Regions from separate parts of the Mus musculus genome. Here regions 1 and 2 are each linked to region 3. A link is a contact called in public ChIA-PET and Hi-C data. All regions are on one chromosome and are shown on one strand. The core of a region is the stretch at or near the end of the contact, and the rest is flanking DNA. Distances in the headings are between cores, read along the strand shown.

Region 1 (2,900 bases), core at 204-2,703, 540 kb before region 3:
AGGTCACATTCACAGAGCGCTACAGCCCATGCTCCACGTACATGCTGGTCTACAGAAGGCAAACCCTGGACCCAGGAAACAGTCAGGGCATCTGAGCACACAAAGTCCTTAGCATGACAGATTGAAATGGTTGCTCAGTTGTATATATTTGTCAGAGTACTGAAATGCACATTAAAAGGCATTCTATTAAAGAAATTATCCTTTATTTAAAAATATTTTTATTCTTTGAAGGTTTCATACAATGTATCTTTTGTTGTTTTGTTTTGTTTGTTTTTGTTTTTTCAAGACAGGGCTTCTGTGTAGAGCTCTGGCTGTCCTGGAACCCACTCTGTACACCAATGTGGCCTTAAACTCAGAAATCTGCCTGTCTCTGCCTCCTGAATGTTGGGATTGATGGAACGTGCCACCACTGCTCAACTTTAATGTATCTTTTTAATGAAAAACTATAGCTAGGGTCAACATACATGAATTTCACTAATAAAATAATAGCACAAGAGGTATAAAACATAATTAATTGTCGGGAGGAATTAACCGAGTCAAGGAGCCGTCTGTCCTCTTCTGTTCCCTGTGGCTCCATGAGGTCACCTCAGCATGCCTAAGTCCCAGGACACACATGAGAACTCTGCTTCCTAGAGCTGCTTCAGTTAGAGTTACATACTAATGATTTCATTCTATGTGACTAAGATACTAAGTGCTAAGTCACTGCACAAAAATATAAAACAGCCAATCCAAACCAATATACTGCATTGTGTCCATTGTGTGAGAATGTATTTTAAAAGATGTAACTAGTATTTTTAGTAACACTGTATTAATACTGCTGGTCTAAGATCTGAAACAATAACACTGAATCCACAACTACCGTCACAAAATGTGTTTTTGTGATTTCTGCTTCTTGGTAGATAAACTTTCCTCTACATAAACTGTGATTCATATCTGCATGTGAACAGCAGCTGCACACATGAGATAATGCCTGTAAAAGTGCCTAGAGCAAGACAGAAATGAAATTCTCATGATAACTGAATGAAGGAGACAGCAATGCTTCTGAGAGCGATCTCAGCATATTGCACAGAATATCTAACTCTTGGGTGCAGTCTTCCTACATGAACCTTTAAACAGTTAGTGGAACACCAGTGCACAAAATTATAATAATATCACCAGGTAAATGACAAGATCCTAAATAAAATTTATTTGCAAGCACTAGAGGGCGCTCTAAGACAACAGACCTTAGTATGCAGCTGTAAAACTTAATTTTATTCTCAAATATAAACTGAGACAATTGTCAGCACTAAGAATTTTGCTTTCAAACAAATACATAAAGAAAACTGAAGCATCAGAGCCCCATTCTTCCAGAGTGTATAGCAGCACTTACTCCAAGGTCACTACAGCCTCCTCAGCCTCCTCATGATACACACAGCTCAGTCTCCTCTGAGATAAGAGCTAAAATCTAACAACGCCCTTGTCTCTAATAAACAGTAAATCCATGTTCAGGTGGCTAAAGGGGAGCAAACGGCCTTTAAGGCTTAAAGTCAAGGGAACTTATAAAGCGAGTCTGATAGGAGATTAAGGCTAAACGTCCTGAATCCTAGTCCAGGTTACTAACGTCCTACAGCACAGGCTGGCAACTTTTACAAGGGTAATGTTGAAGCTGCTGGGTCGGCCTCCTTTTCCTTTTCTATTTTTTACTGCTTTTTTTTTAGATATTTTCTTTATTTACATTTCAAATGCTATCCCGAAAGTTCCCTGTTACCCTCCCCCTGCCCTGCTCCCCTACCCACCCACTCCCACTTCCTGGCCCTGGCATTCCCCTGTACTGAGGCACATAGTTTATAAGACCTAGGGGCCTCTCTTCCCAGTGATGGCCGACTAGGTCATCTTTTGATACATATGCAGCTAGAGTCAAGAGCTCTGGGGTACTGGTTTGTTCATATTGTTGTGCCACCTATAGGGTTGCAGACCCCTTCAGCTCCTTGGGTACTTTCTCTAACTCCTTCATTGGGGGTCTCGTGTTCCATCCAATAGATGACTGTGAGCATCCACTTCTGTATTTGCCAGGCACTGGCATAGCCTCACAAGAGACAGCTATATCAGGGTCCTTTCAGCAAAATCTTGCTGGCATATGCAATAGTGTCTGCATTTGGTGGCTCATTATGGGATGGATACCCGGGTGGGGCAGTCTCTGGATGGCTTTTTACTGTTTTATATATTCACTTTACATCCTGCTCATTGAACCCCTCTTAGTCACCCCCTCCCACAATCCTCCCCACCTCCTTCCCTTCTCCTCTGAGTGGGTGGGGCCTCCCTGGGTCACATCAAGTCTCTGTGAGGCGAGGCGCATCATCTCCCACTGAGGCCAGACAAGGCAGCCCAGCTAGAGAACATATCCCACACACGGGCAACAGCTTAAGATATGAAGCTATTGTTTTAAAAATGAAATGAAATTCAAATTTCTATTGCTCTTATCTGCTGCCTTCATAGTTTTATAGGCCGACAGCCATAGGAAATTGGAAAAGAAGAGAAAAGAAAGGAAAGGAAAAGGAAAGAACAAATAAAATAAGGCTTTGAATTGTAAAACAAGAAATGTGATCCTGCCACCGAAGCCTTCACAGGGAAATCCTTCCTGGCATTTTAATTTACTTCTCTTAATTCAGTACTGCAACTATATATCCATCCCATCATGCACGCTGCCACGGGTGATCCAGAAAGGTGTTCTGGAGTTTGAGCAGCCCAGGTTTCAGGCAGTGCTAGAGATACATGCTAGAAATGCACTGCTATAGCTCCCACAGAAGTACCTGGTAACTGAACCACTATTTAATCTCAATGAGGCTTTTTTTTTCCTTTCAAAAGTAATTACAAAAAAAAAAAAAAAGCATTATAAATGTTTCAAACCCCCATCTTCCGCC
Region 2 (2,913 bases), core at 411-2,910, 720 kb before region 3:
AAAGTGACAGCTAAATAGCTCATGGCTGGCTGGGCAAGAAAGCCTGTGGCATCGTATCTGTGGTTCGTGGCTTTGGAAAACTGAATCTAAACCTAAAGAAGTAACTTAACAACCTACAGAGGAGCTACGGCCCTGACAGTTGCTAAGGTTAGCTTGGCTGATCCATCATTCCCTCTGGTACTAGGCGAAAAGGAAGGACAGAGGAGGAAGAGGGGGAGGAAAAGAGGGAGAGAGGGAGGGGAGGAAGAGGGAGAGGAAAAGAGGGAGGGCGGTGCTGTGGGAAATATTAAAAAATGAAGAACCATCATGCTCCCGCACTTGTGCCTCTAACTCTTGGCTGGCTGGTGGGCAATGGCCTGGGAAACTCTAACAGCTACACCTTACCCCTCTGCAGTCTGTTCCAAAGAGGACCTAACTCTCTCCTGCTTTGCCCTCTTCTTCAGTCCAACCCGGAAGTCCCGCCTACTCGCCCAGTGATTGGCTCCTTTATTCATTAGAGGATTGGTTCACAAGAAGCCACCTGAGTACATTACTGTCCTGAGAGAGCAAGCAGCATAGAGCCATCCACAGCAGGGAGGGGAAGAGGGAGAGAGGGAGGAAGAAAGAAAAGAAAGGGATGAAGCTAGAAGCCTTGCAGATGTGGGAAGTGGTGTGTGTATGTGGCGATCAGAGGACAACCTTAGCAGTCATACCTCAGATAACACCCATCTTTTTGTTTGTTTCTTTGTAACAAGTCCTCTCACTGGCCTTGAAGAGGTTTGTTAGTCAGCCCCAGCGACCCGCCTGTCTCCGTCTCCCTGTGTGCTGGATTGCAAGTGCACATTGCCTCTCCCTACTTTTTACATCTGTTCTGGGATCTAGCACGTGTCCTGGTCCTTTCAAAGCAAGCATGTTACCCACCTGGGAAGTTAGCTCTTTGATACTATTGTCCGGCTGACTAGTCTTAGCTCACAGCATCCTGGGCTCTGCACCTGTATGGCTCAGACTTTGTCTCAAGGTTTTAATTGGCCGATTATGTCACCATCATCATGCCCCGAGGCCACCCGCCCTCTTTTGAGCCTCACAAAGGTATCGACCTCCCATGTCTTCTTTTGTTTAGGCTTCCGGGTCTGAACTTTGGGTTCTCTAACTGCATTCAGACTCTGGAAAATGAAGGTTTTCCAGGTTACCTTTGAAAGATCTTTGAGTGATGGGTTCCTTTCGGCCACACAGAATTTTAAGAGTGGAAAAAAAAAAAAAGACCTGTGGATTTAGTCAAACTGCAGCAGCATTTTTTTTTTTCCCTCAGAAATAAAACCTGTCAGTAGCTAGCCCTGGGGAATGTAAACATACCCTTACCTGTAATTAACCTAGGGCTCTCGGTTCTTGATGCAAATGGAGTTTTAGTTGTTTCCTTTATAGAGGAGCAGGAAGCCTGCATTTCAGTGGAGAGCCAGATCTCTGCGGCAGCTCTCTCCCATCTCCTTCTAGAGAGCCCCAGTGAAAATGATAAAGCTAGAGCCGCATTTGATGTAAGACATATGGTAGCTACTGTAATAATATTATCACCAGCTTCTTCAGTGGCTTTGTCAGTCAGGTGCAATTCCACATATTGTCTGAGATAAGAGAGTCCACCCCCAACCCCTCCTCCCACTTCCTGTTGTTGACAGCAAGGCCTTCCTAAAAGTGGCCTAAGAGCTTTGTGACAGATGTGAGGTTCCCGCTTCAAATGTGAGTAATTAGGCTGAGACTAAGGACTGCATGTTAAAGCCTGACCACGCGAGAAGAGAAGAAACCCAGGGAACACTGTGAATATTTCTGATAGTCATTAGCAGGCTAAGCGGGGAGCTTTTGCTAGCTAGTTCTGACGAATCTAGAGGAGGGAAAAGAAGAAAGCAAAGCAAAAAGAAAAAGAAAGAAAGGAAAGGCACCTCGCCCTTTAGAAATCCTCTGTGGGGTCTTCAGCTACGATTTTGACATTTCAAGCTAATCAGGGACATTATAAATTTGTAGGTAACATTTAAAAGCTATACACAGCACTCAAGGAGTTGGCCGTCACCACGTTCATCCCATTGTGCTTTGGGTTGTTCTGTGACTCAAGCTTTGCTTTGCTTGATTGCTAATTTAATAGGAGTTACTTCTGCACTCCAGGCCAGCGGGCACGCAATAAACATGGTTGCGTGAGGAGCTGGCTCCGCAGCGTGTCGTCCTGGGCTTGGTTCTGTGTACTCAGTCTCACAGACTCTGAAGACTCTAGCAGTGTGTTAAAATGGACACACCCCGCCTTTTAAAGAAAGATGTGAAAATAAATAATAAATAACAACAATGTGTCAAAGTGATTTTCATTGCTCGGATTAATAAAAGGAAGCTAACGCTGTGCCTGCATAGGAGGAAAATCACATTATATTTCTTTTTTTCCCTTTTAATGCCACCCCTTGTGCAGAATTTATTTTTCAAAAATCCCACCAAAGACCCATAAAGCAGTGAGTTCTATTCAGGAGTTATTATTTAGGCACAAATCATGGGCAGTCAATGTGCAGAGCACACTCTTGGTGAATTCAATAAATATGTATATGCAAAGTGCAGGTTGGCGAGTTATTCTGCTACGAAGTGCTAAATAACTTGAAGTAATGCCATTAACTTCAGAATGAAATTGGCATTTTATTACTTTGTTGTTAGATTTAAATTATTTGGTTAATTTCTTTTCTTTTCCCCCTTGTAGAGGAGAAATTGCCCACAGGTCAAAAACTTGGGTTGCTAAGCTATCACAAGAACTACAGACCTCTGGTGCTAGGATCTATAGAAAAACACTCAGGGTTTCCAATAAAGGCCTAGAGCAACCAGTAGACCAAGGCATTTTGATGCCTTTTAATTCAAGTTACAGAGAACAGTGGGTGCCTATAAAGCCTAGCCCTCTCCAGCCCCTGCTGGTGC
Region 3 (2,901 bases), core at 139-2,638:
ACCACATTGCTCATGGAATCCCTCTGTATGAATAAATATATTTTTTCAGTATCTATGCACTAGATAAGTGTGCTTGCTGTATTATGGTAGACTTGATAAACCTTGATTGAGTCGGTAATCTTTCGGTCCTGAAGGAAGTTTCCAGTATAGTCAAAGCTGGCTTTAAAAACCTGCTCATGTCTAGCAACTACAACAGAGCCATAAGGGTTTATTTTACCTTACAGGCAAATTCCATAACATACTTTTTTTTTTGAGACAGGTCCCTCTTGGCCGTTTTGACTGGCCTCAAACTCAAGAGACCTGCCAGGCTCTGTCTCTCGAGTGCTGGGACTAAAGTCGAGCACCACCCCACCCGGCAAGGCAACATTATACATTTTTAAGCTACAAAGAAGTCGGGGGCGGGGGCTACTTGAAGACATTGACGTTCAGGTTATTGGGGGGGGGGTGTCAAATGCAAGGACTCTTATCTATCCAACCCTTTTCATCTGGGAAAATGGTTGCCATTCGAGGCAACAGTACGTCCCTACGTAGCACAAAGAGGTTGGAGGCTTCGACTTGGGAAGAGAGAGGCAGATTCAAACTCAAGGCTGGGGAAGAAAGGGCCCGGGGCCATTTGGAGCTGGGGAAAGGATTGGTGGATCGCACGCAGATCCCGCCCCGGGGAGAGCCTCGCTGGTGAACGCCGCGGGGAACGTTAGGCTAATTACGGCGAGGGTGGAGAGCTCGGCGGCGCGGGAAGCGGCGGGGACCGCTAGCCAGGCAGCCGGCCCTCCCTGGCTTGCCCTCGCCGTGACCTGAGCGCCCAGAACCTTCCACGCGCCTGGGTCGGGCGGAACCGGAGCCGAGGGAGCCGGGGCAGGCAGGGCGCACGGGGCGGCGAGGCCGCGCGCGCGGGGCGGAAGTGGAGGCCACGCTCGGGGAGAGCGCGTGGGAGGGGGGGGCGCTTCAGACCACGACAACGGGCTCGGCCTCGAGCCGCTGGGACCCCTCGTGAGAAGACGCCATCTCCTCGGGCGGCAGCCGCGAGTGCGAGCAGGGCCGGACCTGCCCCGCCGGCGGCTCTCGGGGGTCGGGGAGGGGAAGCCGCCGCGCGGTCGGTCCACGCTTACCTGCCGCGCTCTCTGCAGGGCATCTTTGAAAGCGTCGTTAACGACTCCGCCGCCGCCGCCGCCAGCCGAGCCAGACGACGGCGGAGGCACTGTGGAGTAGTCGGCCATACCCACGCTACAGCACACGCTGCCGTTTCCTCGCGGAGGGAGGCGCCGCTCTCGGTTAACTGCTAAGAAAGGAAGAAGATGGCGGCCGTCGAGGCTCTATCACATTCTTGCACGACCATCGTGCCGTAAAGGGGCGGAGACTGGCAGACGGAAATCCCGCGATGTTTCAGCGCTGACGCGCGATTGGCGGGGGGTGAAGAGGGGGTGGAGGGTACAGAGAAGGGACGCCGGGCGAAGAATATCGCGAGACTTGACCGGGCTCCCACGAGAGTAGGGTCTCTCTGGGCGCCTCCTCGCAGCGCGAGTGCGGGCCATTGTTCCCTCGCCTCGGCGGCTGAGGCAGTGGCGCCCGGGAAGTGTGCCGCCCGCGCTTGTAGGGGACTTGGAAAGGCCGTCGCGGATCAGGGAGCTAGCTAGTGTCCTTCCGTGTTTCCGTAGTAAGGGGCCTGACGTCGTCGGGCGGGGACGTCACGCAACAGTGTCGCGCGGCCGCACAGCCCGAGGGCCGCGCGCACGGGGCGTGCGGGGCGTCCGCGGCGACGCTGCGGAACCGTCTGCGGCCCGGCGGCGGGAGCCCACCATGCTCCGGGGCGCCGAGCTGCCTCTGCCCATGTCTCCACCCGGGCCGGTCACAAGCGGGGAGGAACTCAGACCACCGGGCCCTTAGTTCTCGAGCCGATTGCCTACTGAGTCTCTTATGTAAAATAGTGTGGGCGAGCGGATGGTGAAAGTATGACCGCCCTTTGTCCTTTAAAAACGTGAGTGTTGCACATCCAGTATGTAGACACCTAGCGTTGCGTGTCTTTGGCCAGTCTTACCATGTGCCCCTTATGTCACGAACGTGTCATGCTCCTGACACAAACCGGCTTTACTGCGTTTTCCCCACCCCCCCCCCCGCGCCCCTGCGGGTAGTCAGATCAATGTCATGGTCTGAATTTTCATTTCTGGACTAGTTGGCTTTGCAGGCAGTTTCTAATATTTGTCATATATGCCAATAACCACGTTTCTCCAGACCATTCCTGAGCGTGTCTTAGCCATGCTAGCCTAATGCTGGCAATTACTACGGTGAATGAGGGTTCTTGGGCCTTTATTCTGTTTATACTTAGTATGCCACAATGATCCCTGCTCTCAGTTTAGCTAAGAAAAAGGCAAAATGGACTGTCTAATGTATGACGTTTCCCCCCTCTCAGTCTAAGAAGCATTTTTCTTAACACCAATCTTAGAATGAGAGAAATATGTTCCCTTGGCTTTCCGATAGCCGGAAACTATGTGTCCAGTACCCACTATCAGTTACTAAGTCAGGTGCTGGCAGATACAAACAGCATGATTTTCTTAAAACCAGCTCTGTCTTAGCCATTTGATAGCTCAGTTTGACCTGTTTAACCTGTTCATGGATGTCTAGGAATGTCCGTGGATTTAGAAAAACAGTAAAGGTATTGGGCTACAGATTTAATCATAGCAATATGTAGGAAAACTAGCTAATGAGAGTATTTCAGTCGCGTTTTAAGGAAGTTTGCCCAGCAAATAGCATTTACTCATCAGTAATTGATGTTTTTATTCACTAATTAGATTTGTATACTAGTTAGATGTCTGGTTGAAATAATTCAGAGTTTTATTTATTCCCCCTATAACCAATTATCGTTTAGATTTTTTCTAAATATTGAAAGGACCTTCATTTCTCATT

The links. A called contact is a pair of places that touch in the nucleus more often than the background predicts. ChIA-PET counts read pairs in DNA pulled down with a chosen protein or histone mark.
Region 1: a contact with region 3 is called in a Hi-C map of the G1E-ER4 cell line, with 5 times the contacts expected there. The contact joins the enhancer-like site here to the promoter of Fubp1 in region 3. A contact is called at or near these places in 4 of 39 promoter capture datasets (the C10 cell line, cranial neural crest, liver and 1 more), 1 of 484 Hi-C or Micro-C datasets (the G1E-ER4 cell line) and 9 of 115 datasets of contacts at active chromatin or transcription factors (the HPC-7 cell line, the SCID.adh cell line, bone marrow-derived macrophages and 5 more).
Region 2: a contact with region 3 is called in an RNA polymerase II ChIA-PET map of memory CD8 T cells, with 113 read pairs. The contact joins the enhancer-like site here to the promoter of Fubp1 in region 3. A contact is called at or near these places in 1 of 39 promoter capture datasets (pre-B cells) and 4 of 115 datasets of contacts at active chromatin or transcription factors (bone marrow-derived macrophages, effector CD8 T cells, memory CD8 T cells and 1 more).

What each region holds. Positions count from the first base shown.
Region 1 is chr3:152,748,099-152,750,998 of GRCm38.p6, reverse strand. All of the region lies in intron 9 of Pigk (phosphatidylinositol glycan anchor biosynthesis, class K), which reads right to left. Among named protein-coding and RNA genes, the nearest start is that of Gm40181, 6.6 kb to the left of the region's middle. Within about 2 kb of position 1,453, at least 9 of the 459 cell types and tissues checked have an H3K27ac peak or open chromatin away from gene starts, as enhancers often do. A contact at or near this core is called in the G1E-ER4 cell line, where this site is marked.
Region 2 is chr3:152,927,543-152,930,455 of GRCm38.p6, reverse strand. The region is part of intron 2 of St6galnac5 (ST6 (alpha-N-acetyl-neuraminyl-2,3-beta-galactosyl-1,3)-N-acetylgalactosaminide alpha-2,6-sialyltransferase 5); the gene reads left to right. All of the region lies in intron 2 of Gm46830 (a long non-coding RNA gene), which reads right to left. Among named protein-coding and RNA genes, the nearest start is that of Gm46830, 29 kb to the right of the region's middle. Within about 2 kb of position 1,660, at least 80 of the 459 cell types and tissues checked have an H3K27ac peak or open chromatin away from gene starts, as enhancers often do. A contact at or near this core is called in bone marrow-derived macrophages, effector CD8 T cells, memory CD8 T cells and 1 more, where this site is marked.
Region 3 is chr3:152,208,909-152,211,809 of GRCm38.p6, reverse strand. Fubp1 (far upstream element (FUSE) binding protein 1) reads right to left here and starts at 1,388. Exons shown (of 20, transcript NM_057172.4): 1 at 1,110-1,388. The coding sequence starts at 1,217. It also overlaps a transcript of Dnajb4 not described here.